2 separate regions of the Sus scrofa genome follow, and region 1 is linked to region 2. A link is a contact called in public Hi-C data. All regions are on one chromosome and are shown on one strand. The core of a region is the stretch at or near the end of the contact, and the rest is flanking DNA. Distances in the headings are between cores, read along the strand shown. Region 1 overlaps TAOK3 (serine/threonine-protein kinase TAO3). Region 2 holds the start of SUDS3 (SDS3 homolog, SIN3A corepressor complex component).

Region 1 (7,173 bases), core at 594-3,093, 160 kb after region 2:
TTGTTACATGAGTAGAGTGGGTTCTAGTGTCCCTAGTTAACTTCGTAAATCAAGTTATCACAGTTTGAAACCTACCTGCTACTGCACCATTCACAAGCTCCCCTTCAATAAGTGCAATTAACATTAGCTAACTAATACTCACCCAAACTCTGACCTGTAAAACCACAGGTCTCTACCTAGTCTGTCTCATCTGATCCCTGGCATTTAGAAACTTCTTGCTTTTCTGGGATTGTAATATTAAGTAAGATAAACTTTGGAGATAATGTAATTTATTAATAAAAATCCAGCAAAATGAAGGGTGGTAGATCCCAGGGCCTTCCTCCCTAGAACCTTAAACTTAGGTGCATAAATCAAGTCCCACGCTGAATCTCTCTTTGCCCAGTGAAATAGAAGTTTAGATTTCCCAAGAAATAATGTAGAAAATTTTAAATTGATGTATTAATTTTTTTTAATAAATTTCAAAAATATGGTTTGAAATGAATTTTTACAACTTTCTTCAGTGATGGAAATGATCTGTATCTGTACTGTTCATTATGGTAGCTGCAATTATTGGCTAGCTTGAAACATAGCTGCTGTGACTTAAAAACTGAATTTTACATTTTTTTCTTTTTTTGTCTTTTTTAGGGCCGCACCCACGTCACACGGAGGTTCCCAGACTAGGGGTCTAATTGGAGCACAGCCACAGCAATGCCAGATCCAAACCGTGTCTGCGGCCTAAACGGCAACGCCGGATCCTTAACCCACTGAGTGAGGCCAGGCATCGAACCCACAACCTCATGGTTCCTAGTCGGATTCATTTCTGCTACGCCAGGACTAGAACTATCCTGGATTTTACATTTTTTTCAATTAAAACATCCATGTGGCTAAATGCTATCTTATTGGATATCTATTTATCTTATAGGTAGATAAATGCTATTTTATTGGACATCTTTTGAATTTTATGTATATGCCTTCAATGGCATTAAATGTCCCTTCATTATTTGAAAGCAAACTAGACCACAATACAGAAAATTGGAAAAAGAATATCTCTAAATATAGATTTATCTTCCCAACATTCTAAAGCATTCTAATTTTATCAACGGAAAAAGAAAATCAGCCCAGTGATGAATTTAATCATGGCTCTTGGCTTTTACATAAAAACTTGGATGTAAAATTTAATTTTCCTCAGTGGGTATATGTGTTTTGACTTTTCAATATTTTAGACCATATAATAAAATTTTGTATTTTTTTAAACTTCTTTAATTTTGAGCAATTATTAAAAATTTCAAGTAGTCATAAACAAAATGCAAAACTGACTTCTCACAATGGTTTTCCCTAAAACCCTAGGGCAATAAGAGAATTAATTTCTCCTTCCCCGTCCTAAACATGTACTATTTGAAAATCCCCCATGGTTGTACATGGTTTCTGAGCTATTAATTATTTTAGTACCTTTTTTTCTGAAGGGTTAAAGCTACTTACTGACTACTGACCACTCCATCTTTTATAGAGCAAAGCATCGCCCTTTGAAAGCATTTTCCCCTTTAAAAGTCATTTCAATTGCATTTAAGAAACATCCATTATCATCCTTCCAGGGAATGTTATTTTTCACTGGGCGTTACAATAAGATTAATCATCTTTGCCTGTCAAGAAGAACAGACTTGATTAAATCAGTCAAGGACATTAAATTCCAGCTTTACTCACTCTGGTGACCATACCGACACTGAGTTGGGGAAGAATTTGTGAAAGTATCATTTGGTTAAAATTGCATGCCTGTCTCTTTAAATCTAAAAAAAAATCCTTTCAGAAGCTGTAGAGAGAAGGTGCTAGAACTGTGTACGATCATGACTGGAAAGCAGGATCCCTCAGTGACTGCCGAATCTTCCCAGCACAAGATAGAGAGGCAGTTCAGCACAAGCCTACACTGGTTCTAGGCAGAACGATGATCCTACCGAACAGATCTCAAATAAAATTAAATTGAGAAAGCAGATCTTTCAAGGGAATGAGGCGGAGGCTCGCTTTTATGTTAAAAGCCACCAGCATCCTCCTTGCTAGACATGGACGTGACATTTTTAAAGGAATTATTTGGTTACAGCGTTTTAAGCAAACTGTTCTAAGGAGTCTGTACATTGCCTTGTTTTTTCTATTCTTTTTTTCTTTTGCATATATGTAATTCTGGAGGTAAAGAAAAAGCCTGCCAGGGATTCAGAAGGCATCCCACTAGCGATCAGCTGACATTCCTAACTGAAGGCTGCAATGTGTTGCTTATTCATTTTGTACCGTGGGAGCTGCGGGGACTAGCAGAGAGCTAAACTATGCATTTCAAACAGCAGTGCTTGTGCAGAAAGAGGGGTGAGAGAGAGGCAGCCGGCGAGGAAAGAGCACAGCTGGACTTTCTCCTTGTTTTTATCCATTTCTGCAGGATCATGTATTCATAAGGGATGAGGCGGGCCACGGCGATCCCAGGCCTGAGCCGCGGCCTACCCAGTCAGTTCAGAGCCAGGCCCTCCACTACCGGAACAGAGAGCGCTTTGCCACGATCAAATCAGCATCTTTGGTAAGCAAACACCCCTCTACCCACCTTCCCTTCCTTCCCCTCCTCCCCATCTGGCAGCCTCTCGCCCTCCCTGAGCCTCTCTCGGCTTCATGGATGGGAGGAAAGGAGTCAAGAATGTTTTCTCCCCCCTAATAATTTTATTCATTTTAGAAAAAATCTGTTGGCATAGCAACCTGATCTCAGATATTTTAGCATTGTCTATGGCATGGAAAAAAAACCCTTTGTGTGTGTGTGTGTGTGTGTGTGTGTGTGTGTGTGTGTGTATTTATATGCTGTATGTGCAAAATAAAAGGCCTTTGAGATTAAGTTGCTAATCTATCCAATTTAGTAAAAGCTATTTGTCTTTTCATTGAAATAATAGTGCTAAAAAATATTTTAAAGCTATTTGATGTATGTATATGCAGGGCACTGTGCTTCTTTTTTTGTTTAGATACATGTGTGTCTGTAATGTGTACACACACATCAAAAGATAAAATACAATTTTTTAAAATAAATGGTTGTTAGCTAATGAATATAATTGTGGGAAATAAGGAACTTGTTTCCCGGGGATGGATTGCTGGTTCGTTCTGGTTCATTCATTTATTTATTGCAACAATGGTAGTGGCTGCACTTCCCCATTTAACCCCTAAAGAATTTCCTGGCACCAGTAAAGCAGGAAGGGCTTTGTAGGAGAGGGCAGGGATGGTTGTGAAGAAAAGATACTGTAGGATCTTTCAGCATTTTTACTATTGCAAATGTGATTGCTGGATGCCCTTGTAGTAGCAAAAGGGGTGTGTGCTGGAAGAGTTAGTTTTCATGCCTCCTCCCCTTGGCCCCCACGCGTGCGCGTGCGCACTCTCACACACACACACACACACACACACTCACACACACATCGTTTCATCCTTGGCACTCTAAACTCTCTTTAATCTTTTGCTTCTGAATCTCACTTCTCAGCCAAAAAATTATTGAAATATTAGTTGTTTTGCCCAAATTGATGTTAGAGGTCACATGGGCAGGAAGAGTTAGTGTACACTGCCTGGCTATTACATTTAGAACCTGTGATGACATCATCCAAGGCCGACCCAGAAATGCTTATTTTCTTGTCTTATTTTTGAAATCTGATTTCCACTTTTATTTCTCAAGTGTTTTAAAAACTTCAATTATCTTTGGGATTGATAATGGATTCTAATTTTTAAAAACCCAAATATAAGGAAAATGGAAATTAAAGCACCTGCATTTTGCTATACCTGCTGCTGCTTAAAAGCAAGCAATTTAATTTAGACTGTTTTTAAATAAGCCTGCTTTAAGTTCCTTTGTATAGAAGTTTCTTGTATTCTCTTCAATGGGCAATTTTTCATTTTAAATGCATGCCGTTCTGTGTAATGGAGATCTTAAGATGTCCACTATGTATTTGCTAATGATTGTTAAGCACCTACAAAACATGCTTTTGATCTAAATAAAACATCTTGAAATTACTGAATAATAAATATCTTCATACCATGATATCCTACCAAAGAAGAAATATGGTATGTTCAGAATATGACTACTTACCCCTGACTCTTGTGAGACTTGTACCTTTATCCAGACCTGTGCATGTTGAGATGAGAGGAAGAAGGAACAACCACTGAGAATCAGAGCACCATAAGCAGGTTTTGAGAGTGAAGCAGACATTGTACCAAGTGGGTTTTCCCCCCTCTGGGACAGGTTCTCTTCTTTTCTCACTTGCCACACCCTCATTCCCACATCATATATTCATGACCTCTCCTGCCGCCCAGGGAGATCACTACTGCCATGCTAGAATGATCTCACGCTTGCATTTGTGAACTCACCCTGGGCTACTCTGTGTGCATATCAGCCATCACAGTCTCACTCTCTGTGGATGATGAAAGCCGCCTCCCTACTAGGCTAGCTCAGGGCTATGGGCAAAGTCCTCAGGAACCCCTCTGAATCCTACAGACTTCACAGTGCCCATCCAGAGAACAACTGGGATCAGTCTCTCTGATGGCCCTTTGATTTCCTAAAAGGCCCCTGCACCTATATTAGGTTAAAAATAGAGTAGCCGATAGGCTGTTGCTGTAGCCACAAAATAAGTTGTTTTATGTATAAAGTCTTCTCCAAATATGATGCCTTGGGAGTCATGGTGGGATTGATGCAAGTTTACTAGAGTTTATTGGTATTTGTATTTAATGTTTTTTAGTGAGAAAAACATTAATGAAAGGGAAAAGTGGTATGTTGTTGCGTGGTTCCACGTCCCATTTTGAACAGTCTAACTATTGGTGTGGATATTTTAGTATATATTATCAAGTACTACAGTCCTACTACCCATTATATTATTTTTAAAGGCTAATTCCAATAGGGATATATAAACATATAAGTAGAGGAACATCAGAAAGAAGTATCTCATTTTTAAAAACTTGTCTTGAATATTATTTTTTTTTGTGAATCTCTGCTCAAATGAAAAAGACTAAACTTACTAAAAATTATATAAAAGTAAGAACAAGATCATGGAAGAATGAAAGTCCAAGGTACTGAATAATCAAGTCATTGTTGATACTTCACTTCTTATAGTTAGTAGCAGTACTATGAAATGCTGTGTTGATTTTTTTTTATTTTGGTTTTATTCTTTCTTTATAATCTTCTAGCAGAAGTGCTAACAAGCCAAAGAGTGATCCAAAAGTGAACAGCAAAAAGAAAAGGACTTCATAAATTAGTTTTTCAATTATTAGATAATTAAGTGTCTATTTTAAAAAGACTTGCAAACTGACCAAAAAAAATTTCTATTCCTCAAATTTCTTTTATCAGCCTACCTCTTCTATATAAACCTAAAAGAGGGCTAGCTCTGTGGTTTTTCCCATTAGCCTTTCTTTCTCCTTGTGCCTTTGAATAGGGCTATTGACAAAGGTTTTAATTAAGCCCATGGGCTATAGGCGTTTACTGCTAGATATTTTTATTGTTTTGGCACCTCAAGACTGAAATTTTTTTTTATCATGCACTATTGCATTTGTAACAAAGGACCTTGATACCAGAGGAAACCCTGAGGAAACTTTAGAATTATATTTTCTGGAGTTCCCGTCATGGCTCAGTAGTTAACGAATCCGACTAGGAACCATGAGTTTCCAGGTTTGATCCCTGGCCTCGCTTAGTGGATTAGGGATCCAGCGTTGCTGTGAGCTGTGGTGTAGGTTGCAGATGCGGCTCAGATCCCAAGTTGCTGTGGCTGTGGCATAGGCTGGTGGCTACAGCTGCAATTTGACCCCTAGCCTGGGAACCTCCATATGCTGCACGTGTGGCCCTAGAAAAGACAAAAAAAAAAAAAAAAAAAAAAAAAGAATTATATTTTGTTATTATTGTTATTATTATTATGTTATTATTATTTAAGGGCAGAGGTCATTTTGAAAAATTAGGAAAAAGAAAGGCATTTCATAGACCTCATTTTGAAAAATTAGGAAAAAGAAGGGCATTTCATAGAATCTCTTTTATTTTATGCTTTCTTTTTCTTTTTCTACAAGAAAGTTCATACAGGGCTGATTTATTATCTGAAGAAATGAGTCATTTACATAGTTTTTCAGAATTGCTCATCTGACTTGGTCCTTTGAGATGTACCTTCCTTGAGTTTTGATTGTTGGTGAATGGAGTTCCTAATATTTTAATTAGGTTAGTGACCTATGGGAGTGTTTTCATCTGTTATTACTACTGATGTCATTTCTTATAATTTCATAGTGTCCTGGGGTCACTGGCAGTTCCTATAGTAGATGTTACCATAAAGAATACCAAGGCCCTATCTATAGGACAGTTCAGTTTCTGACCTACTAAAGGAATTCTCACTAGAATGTGGTGGTCCTAGTACATGTGTGAATTTACGTTAAATGCACATTAGGGAGAGGGCACATTAAGTAGAGAGTTCCTAATCTCCAGGAAAGCATGTCAGAGAAGATGATGATTATTCTATCCATTCAAATATAGATTCTTTTACTTTGGTTTTACCAGATTCAGTAGAAGAGCTCATATAAAAGTGGAATTTTCAGAGCTTCCGTGGTGGCTCAGCAGTAACAAACTCAACTAGTATCCATGAGAACTCAGGTTCAATCCCTGGCCCATCTCAGTGGGTTAAGGATCCAGCGTTGCCATGAGCTGTGGTGTTGGTCGCTGGCGCAACTCAGACCTGGCGTTGGTGTGGCTGTGGTATAGGCCAGCAGCTGCAGCTCCAATTCAACCCCTAGCCTGGGAACTTCCATATACTGCAAGTGTGGCCCTAAAAAGAAAAGAAAAAAAAAAGGAATTTTCACTTGGTTTTTTAAAAATGCAACCTAATCATTGAACTAATTGTGAAATTGTGTGCCTGAATGAGTTTGATAGACAAGCATAAAAATGTCAGGAGCCTCATCAGTAAATGCTGCCATTTCACTTCCAAAGTGCCCTGCTAGTCTGTTTCTAAATGCTTGAAAATGTGTTCTCTTCTTGGATAGTATACTGGAAGCTGCTTATCAAAATATTCCATTAACTCCTCTTTCCTTTTTCTTGGCTTCTTAATCTCACTATGATCATTGCTGTACCATTTTTTACTTGCACTGCCCAATTTGTATGCCCAACCCATATGACCAAAGTCTCTCAATAAACATGTGTTGAATGAATGAATGAACTTTCTTCTAATCTTGCTA
Region 2 (7,437 bases), core at 3,766-6,265:
GCAGGAGCTCTAGTTGTGGCCCAGCGCTAATGAACCTGACTAGTATCCATGAGGACGTGGGTTTGATCCCTGGCTTCACTCAATGGATTTGAGATCTGGTGTTGCCGTGAGCTGCAGTGTAGGTTGCAGATGCAACTCGGATCTCCCTTGCTGTGGCTGTGGGGTAGGCCGGCAGCTGTAGCTCCAATTTGACCCGTAGCCTGAGGGGAACCTACATATGTCATGGGTGCAGCCCTACCAAAAAAAAAGAAAGAAAGAAAAAGAAAAAGCAGAAAAGGCACTAAGCAGCCTTCCTATCGACCCTACAATGTGATTTTAAGTTCCAAAGGAGTAAGGTTATGCCTTCAGTGTATTTTTCTATACACATAACCTAAGTGTATATGCACGAAATTAATAAACCTTCATGTCATTTTATGACACACTGCTCTTTCATGATCAGATATATGAGCAATTCAGTAACAAAAGTTAAAATGCAGGATTTATTTGCAGGCCCAGCAGGCTAAAGACACAAAACACACACAAAGCAAAAGAACCTGGCACATCCCCCATCCCCCACAGTAAACAGAGTATAGGCAATTACACACCCTGGTAGGTCCGTCTAAATGGGGGAATTCCACATGTAAATCGCATTTCAGCAGTATTTTTGTTTCCACCTGAAAAATACACCCCCTTTTCCCAGTGAAAGAAACAAGACCTGCAACCTGAAAGAACATTGTCCAATAGGAAGAGGCACAATAGGATTTTGGCTCCTATTTTGCAGTAAGGGCTGCAAACAAACCATCTCTCTGTTGGGTGAATGAGCGGGGCAGAATCTGAGAATTACATGGAATTACAAGAAGTAAACAACAATGACATCCAGATTTGAGGAATATGTGAATATGTATGTGAAAATACATCTCAAATGGGCCCAAGGTAAGGCAGTAAGAAGCCCGAAGAGACTGAAAATAAAAAAATAAAAATAAAAAGCTAGCACAGGAATTCCCTCTGTGGCAGAACAGGATTGGCGCCATGTTGGGAATGCTGGGACATGGGTTTGATCCCCAGCCTGGCACAGCGAGTTAAAGATCTGGTGTTGCTGTAACTATAGCTTAGGTTGAGACTGTGGCTGGGATCTGATCCCTGGCCCCAGAACTTCAAATGCTAGAGGATGGCAAAAAAAAAAAAAAAAAAAAAGCCAGCAGTTTCAGGGAGGAAGCTGTGAGAAAAATCACATCACCCATTAAGGCAATCCTCCACATGGCATTGGTCAGATTTGGCCAAGCTACCCTTCAGGTTCGAAAGCTTGAAGATGGCAGAGTCCAGAAGAGAATCACAAAACATTTGCATATGAGGAAAACACTCTACTAGGAAAGGAATGTGGACTGGCTGGTTTAAAAGTAAAGAAAGGGAGTTCCTGCTGTGGCGCAGTGGTTAACGAATCCGACTAGGAACCATGAGGTTGCGGGTTCGGTCCCTGCCCTTGCTCAGTGGGTTAACGATCCGGCGTTGCCGTGAGCTGTGGTGTAGGTTGCAGACGCGGCTCGGATCCCGCGTTGCTGTGGCTCTGGCGTAGGCCGGTGGCTACAGCTCCGATTAGACCCTTAGTCTGGGAAACTCCATATGCCGCGGGAGCAGCCCAAGAAATAGCAACAACAACAACAACAAAAGACAAAAAGACAAAAAAAAAAGATCCTCAAAATATATCCCACCAATACTTATCAGATCTAGGTTGTCCTTCAAGTTTCCGGAAAGAGGGAGTGGTGGCCACAGCTCCGTGTGGCCAGGTGTGGACGCAGAACAAGTGGACAGCACACTGGGGCAGGAGCTAGTATCCCTACTTTCCAATCCTGGTCTCCCTGAGCTCTCCAGGCAGCACTTAGCACACCATCCAGCCCATAGTCAGTGCTGGGAGGGCAAAGGTGGAGGTGGGGGCACACTCATCTGAGAAGCAACAGAGCTATGAAACACCATTTTTCCTCTGAGCACTGGCTTTCACTTTTTTTTTTTTTTAGGGCCACATCTGTGGCACATGGAGGTTCCCATGCGCTAGGGGCTGAACCAGAGCTGTAGCCTCCAGCCTACACCACAGCTCACAGCAATGCCAGATCCTTAACCCACTGAGCGAGGCCAGGATCAAACCTGAGTCCTCATGGACGCTAGTCTGGTTAGTTAACTGCTGAGCACAACAGGAACTCCTTACATTTTTTTTTTTTTTTTTTTTTAAGGGAAATGGTTGTCTCCTGTTACCCCTGGGATCATTTCCCTCCCAGGTTCTTTCTAGCCTACCTTCAAAAGATTCTTATCACAGGAAGACTGATTAAATGCGACAAATTTCAAGGGGAGAAACTACACACATACACATGGTCTCTGGAAACACTATGTGACAACAGTTCACACAAGGTCACTATTAAAGAGGCCCTGTTAATACAACATTTAACTCAACTATATTTCAATTTAAAAAAATGAAAATTAGGAGTTCCCGTTGTGGCTCAGTGGTTAACAAATCCGACTAGGAACCATGAGGTTGCGGGTTCGATCCCTGGCCTTGCTCGGCGTTGCTGTGGCTCTGGTGTAGGTTGGTGGCTACAGCTCCGATTTGACGCCAAGCCTGGGAACCTCCATATGCCGAGGGAGCGGCCCAAGAAATGGCCAAAAAAAAAATAAAATAAATAAAAATTAAAATTAAAACTTAAAAAACAAAAAAAAAGTGTCCTTGTCAATCCTGTGTTCCAAAGAAGAAATGTAAATATCATACTCACTGTTCCTTCATTTCTACATAGTCTTCCTCATCATGCTTTGCCAGGTCAGTTTCACTAGCATCCTCAGTGTCTAAGTAAAATTATAGAAGAAAAGTTTGTTACAATCATAATTCATAGAGTTGGTATCACCTGACAAGAGACATTTCATAAACTTCTATAAAATGAGTTTCTTCTCAATGCAGGCCTGGATGAAGACATCAGTGAAAAACATTACATCCAGTTACTTCAGAAAAAAACGCCATTTCCAACTTATACACAGCCAAATTTAAAGAGGATGCCTTTATCTGAAGTTCAGCCAGAAAACAGGGGGCATCAGACACAGCTGGTCATGGTCAAGGCTGCTCCTTGGGCAGAAACATCACTGGCAGTTCAGGAAAAGGAGATGTGGTATTAAGACTGGAAAACTACAGGCAGCAAGCCGTGTGCTCTACTCCAAAACAACCTACTATGTACATTCTCTACTGGTATATGCCCAGTCTGAACCCCTAGAAGATTTTACATCATATGTACAAAGGAAAATGGGAACCAACTAAATGAACTCCAATAACCAAAATATTTTCAAAGAGAGAAGGAATGAGATAAGAAGATCAGACACTGCTTCAGAATACTCTAAACATTATTTTTATAATAAGCAAATGGCTGGAGTGTCGACATAATTTCAAAAGCCCTACTTGGGGTGGGAGGGTAAGGGATCAAATTTTGCCTGGCTACTCCACCTTGTGGGCATTAAAAACAGTACAAGTGATTCACAGCCAAAATCTCTAGTAAAACCTTGTCTTCTTAGTTTAACCACATTGTAATTAATTCCTTCAACTTTGTATCTCCACATACAGTTGCCTTTTTTTAAAAAGGCTGTTGCAGATCCAATCCTCCACCTACCCTTTTCTCTCCCTACAGTGAAGAAGCCATCACTGAGCTGATGTGCACCAGCCACAGTACTTGGCACTTGGGGAAGAGAGATGAATAAAACATGCTCCAGATTCCAGACAGCTGGTCTAAGCTTTTGCTCCAAGGCCTATTTTGTGCCAGAATATTTCACCCACATGTTGGTCTCTCTTTATCTTTCTTTCTTCTCTCTTGTCCTTTTATGTTTCTTCCCCTTTCTCCTACTGCAGCCAACTCCTTCCTCAACTCCTCAAAAAGTGTTCCTCACACATGCCAAACTATAAAGCCCAGTTTGAAAAGCCAGGCTCTGAGAGTCAGTAAAACTAAGGTAAAGAGTTTGGAACTGAAAACACCACCTGAGCCATCACCAAGCAAATCTCTATCTCCTGCCCCCTGTACGGGTTTCCCCAATGGTGAAGACACCTGAGTATTTACCCAGGACTAGGTCAAGTGCTCTATGCCTGTATCTCATTTAATAATCGCACCAGGAAGTCAGCCCCATTGCAGTTGGGGAAACTGAAGCTCAGAAGCCTAAGTAAATTGTCTAATATCACTACGCTGGGTTCAGTGAGCCAAATTTAGACCTAATTCGATCTGGCTGATTCCAGGTTTCCTTCTCTGAACCCACCTGTACCGCACTAACCCAAGAAGGGCTGACTTAGGCATTTCCGGACGGCGGCAGCGGGGAGGGGAGGGGGGTGCACCCTGGGAACCAAGGAAGCCAAACTGGGCTTTACTCTGATCCTCTCAGGAACTAAAAAGAGTACACTCAGTTCATCCAATCAATGACTTTGTCCTTAAAACCAGTTTAGACCTAAGGTTCAGAGACAGTTGGGAGAAGAGGAGCAGAATCTTAAAGGGGCCTACAACTCTGACAACAGTTCCTTACGGCCCTTCTCGGCAAAACTGTATATACAAGTCCTCAAAGCTTCCCCTTCCCTGGGACCTGTCGCAGTAACTTCCGGGACCCGCTCTCCTCCCAGCTGCCCCTACAGGCGCCCCCAAGCCCCAGAGGTGGCCCCGCCCCCCCCGGGCAGCCCCACCCCCTCGCACTGCCGCCCACCCCGGCCCTGGGTAGCCCATCCAACGGGCTGGGTCCTACCTTCGTCGGACTCGCGGCCCCGGCAGCTGCGCTCGTCGTCCTCGGCGCTCTCCAGCTCTTCGTCCTCCTCAGGGTAGTACTCCGGAGCCGGCGGCGCTCCAGCCGGGGCTGGAGCCAGCAGTCCCGCAGCACTCATGTCGACTCTACCCGCAGTCGAGCGTGCCAGCTGGGGACCGCGGTCACCCGCCCTGCGGACTCCACGTCTGCCCAGCAGCGCCCGAGGGAGCCGCCGACCCGTAGAGCGGGAGCCGCGGCGACCCCTTCGCTGTCTTCGCCAAACTCCGCCCCTCGCGCCTGCTCCGGGCAACGGGGGCCTCGCGCCAGCGGCGACTTCCGGGTCGCGACCTGCCCGAGGACCGCCTGATTCCGCCATCCTAGAGGGAATGGAAAGGCAGATGAACATCCCCTTCGCCTTAGCCCCATCTCCTTCATTGCCGTCTTAAAAATCCTCCACGGGTGGGGGGAGGGGCGGAGACAGGCTCTCTGGGGTTAGGCAAATCCTTGGCCAGGCCCCACCGCGGCTAGGACCCCGAAGCTCAGCGGCCACTTCCGGAAATAGCCGCCAGGCGGCGCCTGGAGCCAAATCTAAAGAGGTGATCTTTAGGGACTTTGGAAAGCAGAGACTAAAGGGCTCTTTGCAGGTGGAGGTGGTCTCAAATTTAAACAGGTGAACAACATGAACCATCCAGGAAACCTTAACAGAGTTTGCGTGCTCAACCCAAGAAAAAGAGCCTGGCTCCTCGCCTGTCTAATTGGAGCTTTACTAAGAACTTAAATAAAGAAGATACTAAATTCCCCTTGGGGCGCAGCGGAAACGAATGCGAATCCGACTAGAGAACCGTGAAGTTGTGCGTTCGATTCCTGGCCTCGCTCCGTGGGTTAAGGATCCTGTATTGCTGTGGTGTAGGCCGCAGATGCAGTTTTCATCCCGAGTTGTGCCATAGGTCAGCAGCTGTAACTCTGATTCAACCGCTATCTTGGGAACCACCATATGCTGAGGGTGTGGCCCTAAAAAGCAAAAAAAAATAAAATAAAATTTAAAAAGATGTTAGTATTCCATCCTGGGGTCAGCAAAACCCAGTATTTTCCCAGTCAATGGGCATCCCTTCTGTTTGTACAGGTTGGTTCACTACGATGTTCTCCTGATTTTACAGATGAGAAAAGAGCTACCTCTTGTCTTAAAAACAAAAAATGGTATTGTACAAGGCTACCTTGTGTCTAACTCTCAGACCCAGGCCCTCTACAGTACAGCTGCCTCATATTTCTTAGAATATGAATTTTTTTTAAAAGGTAGCTTTCCCCAATGCAATAATTTGCTAACTCAACTCTCAGTTGAGCAAGTGGAGTATTTGCCTGCAGAAAGTTAATTAGGCTAAGACAGGAAGGTGCTTGCTGGTAATTTAGAAAACAAGCGCGTTGAATATCTGCATGAATCAGTTTATCTGATTACCTCTGAGTAGGAGACACTTGCTTAGTGAAAAAATTAAGGATGTCTCTTGTCTATTTGGGTGTAGCAAGAAAAGCGATAGAAGGGCCCAGAGATGTTTAATGGTTTGTCCAAAGTAACCCCACTCCTTACTATGCTGCGCCCAAATCTCCATACAAAAAGTATCTTAAAAAATTACTGGATTTCCCGTCATGGCGCAGTGGTTAACGAATCCAACTAGGAACCATGAGGTTGCAGGTTCGATCCCTGGCCTCTCTCAGTGGGTTAAGGATCCAGCATTGCCATGAGCTGTGGTCTAGGTTGCAGATGCGGCTCAGATCCCGCGTTGCTGTGGCTTTGGCGTAGGCCGGCAGCTACAGCTCCGATTAGACCCCTAGCCTGGGAACCTCCATATGCCGCAGGAAGCGGCCCTAGAAAAGGCAAAAAGGCAAAAAGACAAAAAAAAAAAAAAAAAAAAAAAAAAAAAAAAGAATTCCTGCTGTGGCAAAACAGGATCAGCTCCATCTCTGTAGTGCTGGGATGCAGGTTCAATCCCCAGCTCAGCATAGTAGATGAAGGCTCTGGTGTTGCTTGCAGCACACGTTGCAACTGCAGCTGGGATCTGATCGCCAGCCAGGGAACTCTCACATGCCCTGGGGAGGCCAAAAAAAGGGGGAAAAAAAATTAACTTGCAGTAAAGTTGAACACAGATGTAAAAGCCAGGATGTAACCCAATATTCTCACTCTCAGATGCTTTGTGACCAAAAGTACCTCTGAATTGGCCCCCACAGAGTCTTCTCACTGTGAAAAAATTTATTCTCATCACATTTACTTATTTATTTGCTTTTTAGGGCCACGCCCATGGTATATGGAGGTTCCCAGGCTAAGGGTTGAATCAGAGGTGTAGTAGCCGCTGGCCTACGCCACAGCCACTGCAACACAGGATCCGAGCTGAGATTGCAACCTACACTACACCTCACAGCAACACTGGATCCTTAACCCCACACTGAGCAAGGTCAGGGATTGAACCTGTGTCCTCATGGATGTTAAGTTCGTTAACCACTGAGCCACAATGGGAACTCATCCCATTTATTTTAATATTTCTTATTTTCTACCTTGTTATAATTAAAATCTTGGTTCTGCTTATAAGGGATTCTTCCTCCCAACAAAACACAAGAATTTTCAGAATGGAATGTTGCAATGTCTTTCCAGGAGTTCAGAAAGCTTCTGAACCTCCTTCTAAATAAGAGTCATTCTCATGGCTCCCTGTAGGTCCACCATCCATA

The links. Hi-C and Micro-C count contacts between places; a contact is called where the count stands out from the background.
Region 1: a Hi-C map of heart right ventricle shows a contact between it and region 2, with 2.0 times the contacts expected there. The contact joins the enhancer-like site here to the promoter of SUDS3 in region 2. A contact is called at or near these places in 2 of 5 promoter capture datasets (fetal liver and fetal skeletal muscle), 2 of 47 Hi-C or Micro-C datasets (heart right ventricle and skeletal muscle) and 1 of 2 datasets of contacts at active chromatin or transcription factors (alveolar macrophages).

The regions. Positions count from the first base shown.
Region 1 is chr14:34,471,273-34,478,445 of Sscrofa11.1, forward strand. It overlaps TAOK3 (serine/threonine-protein kinase TAO3), which reads left to right. Exons shown (of 21, transcript XM_001924400.7): 14 at 2,399-2,533. Among named protein-coding and RNA genes, the nearest start is that of PEBP1, 55 kb to the right of the region's middle. Within about 2 kb of position 1,844, at least 38 of the 83 cell types and tissues checked have an H3K27ac peak or open chromatin away from gene starts, as enhancers often do. A contact at or near this core is called in alveolar macrophages, fetal skeletal muscle and skeletal muscle, where this site is marked.
Region 2 is chr14:34,312,061-34,319,497 of Sscrofa11.1, forward strand. It overlaps SUDS3 (SDS3 homolog, SIN3A corepressor complex component), which reads right to left and starts at 5,016. Exons shown (of 12, transcript NM_001243408.1): 1 at 4,726-5,016; 2 at 2,739-2,808. The coding sequence starts at 4,861.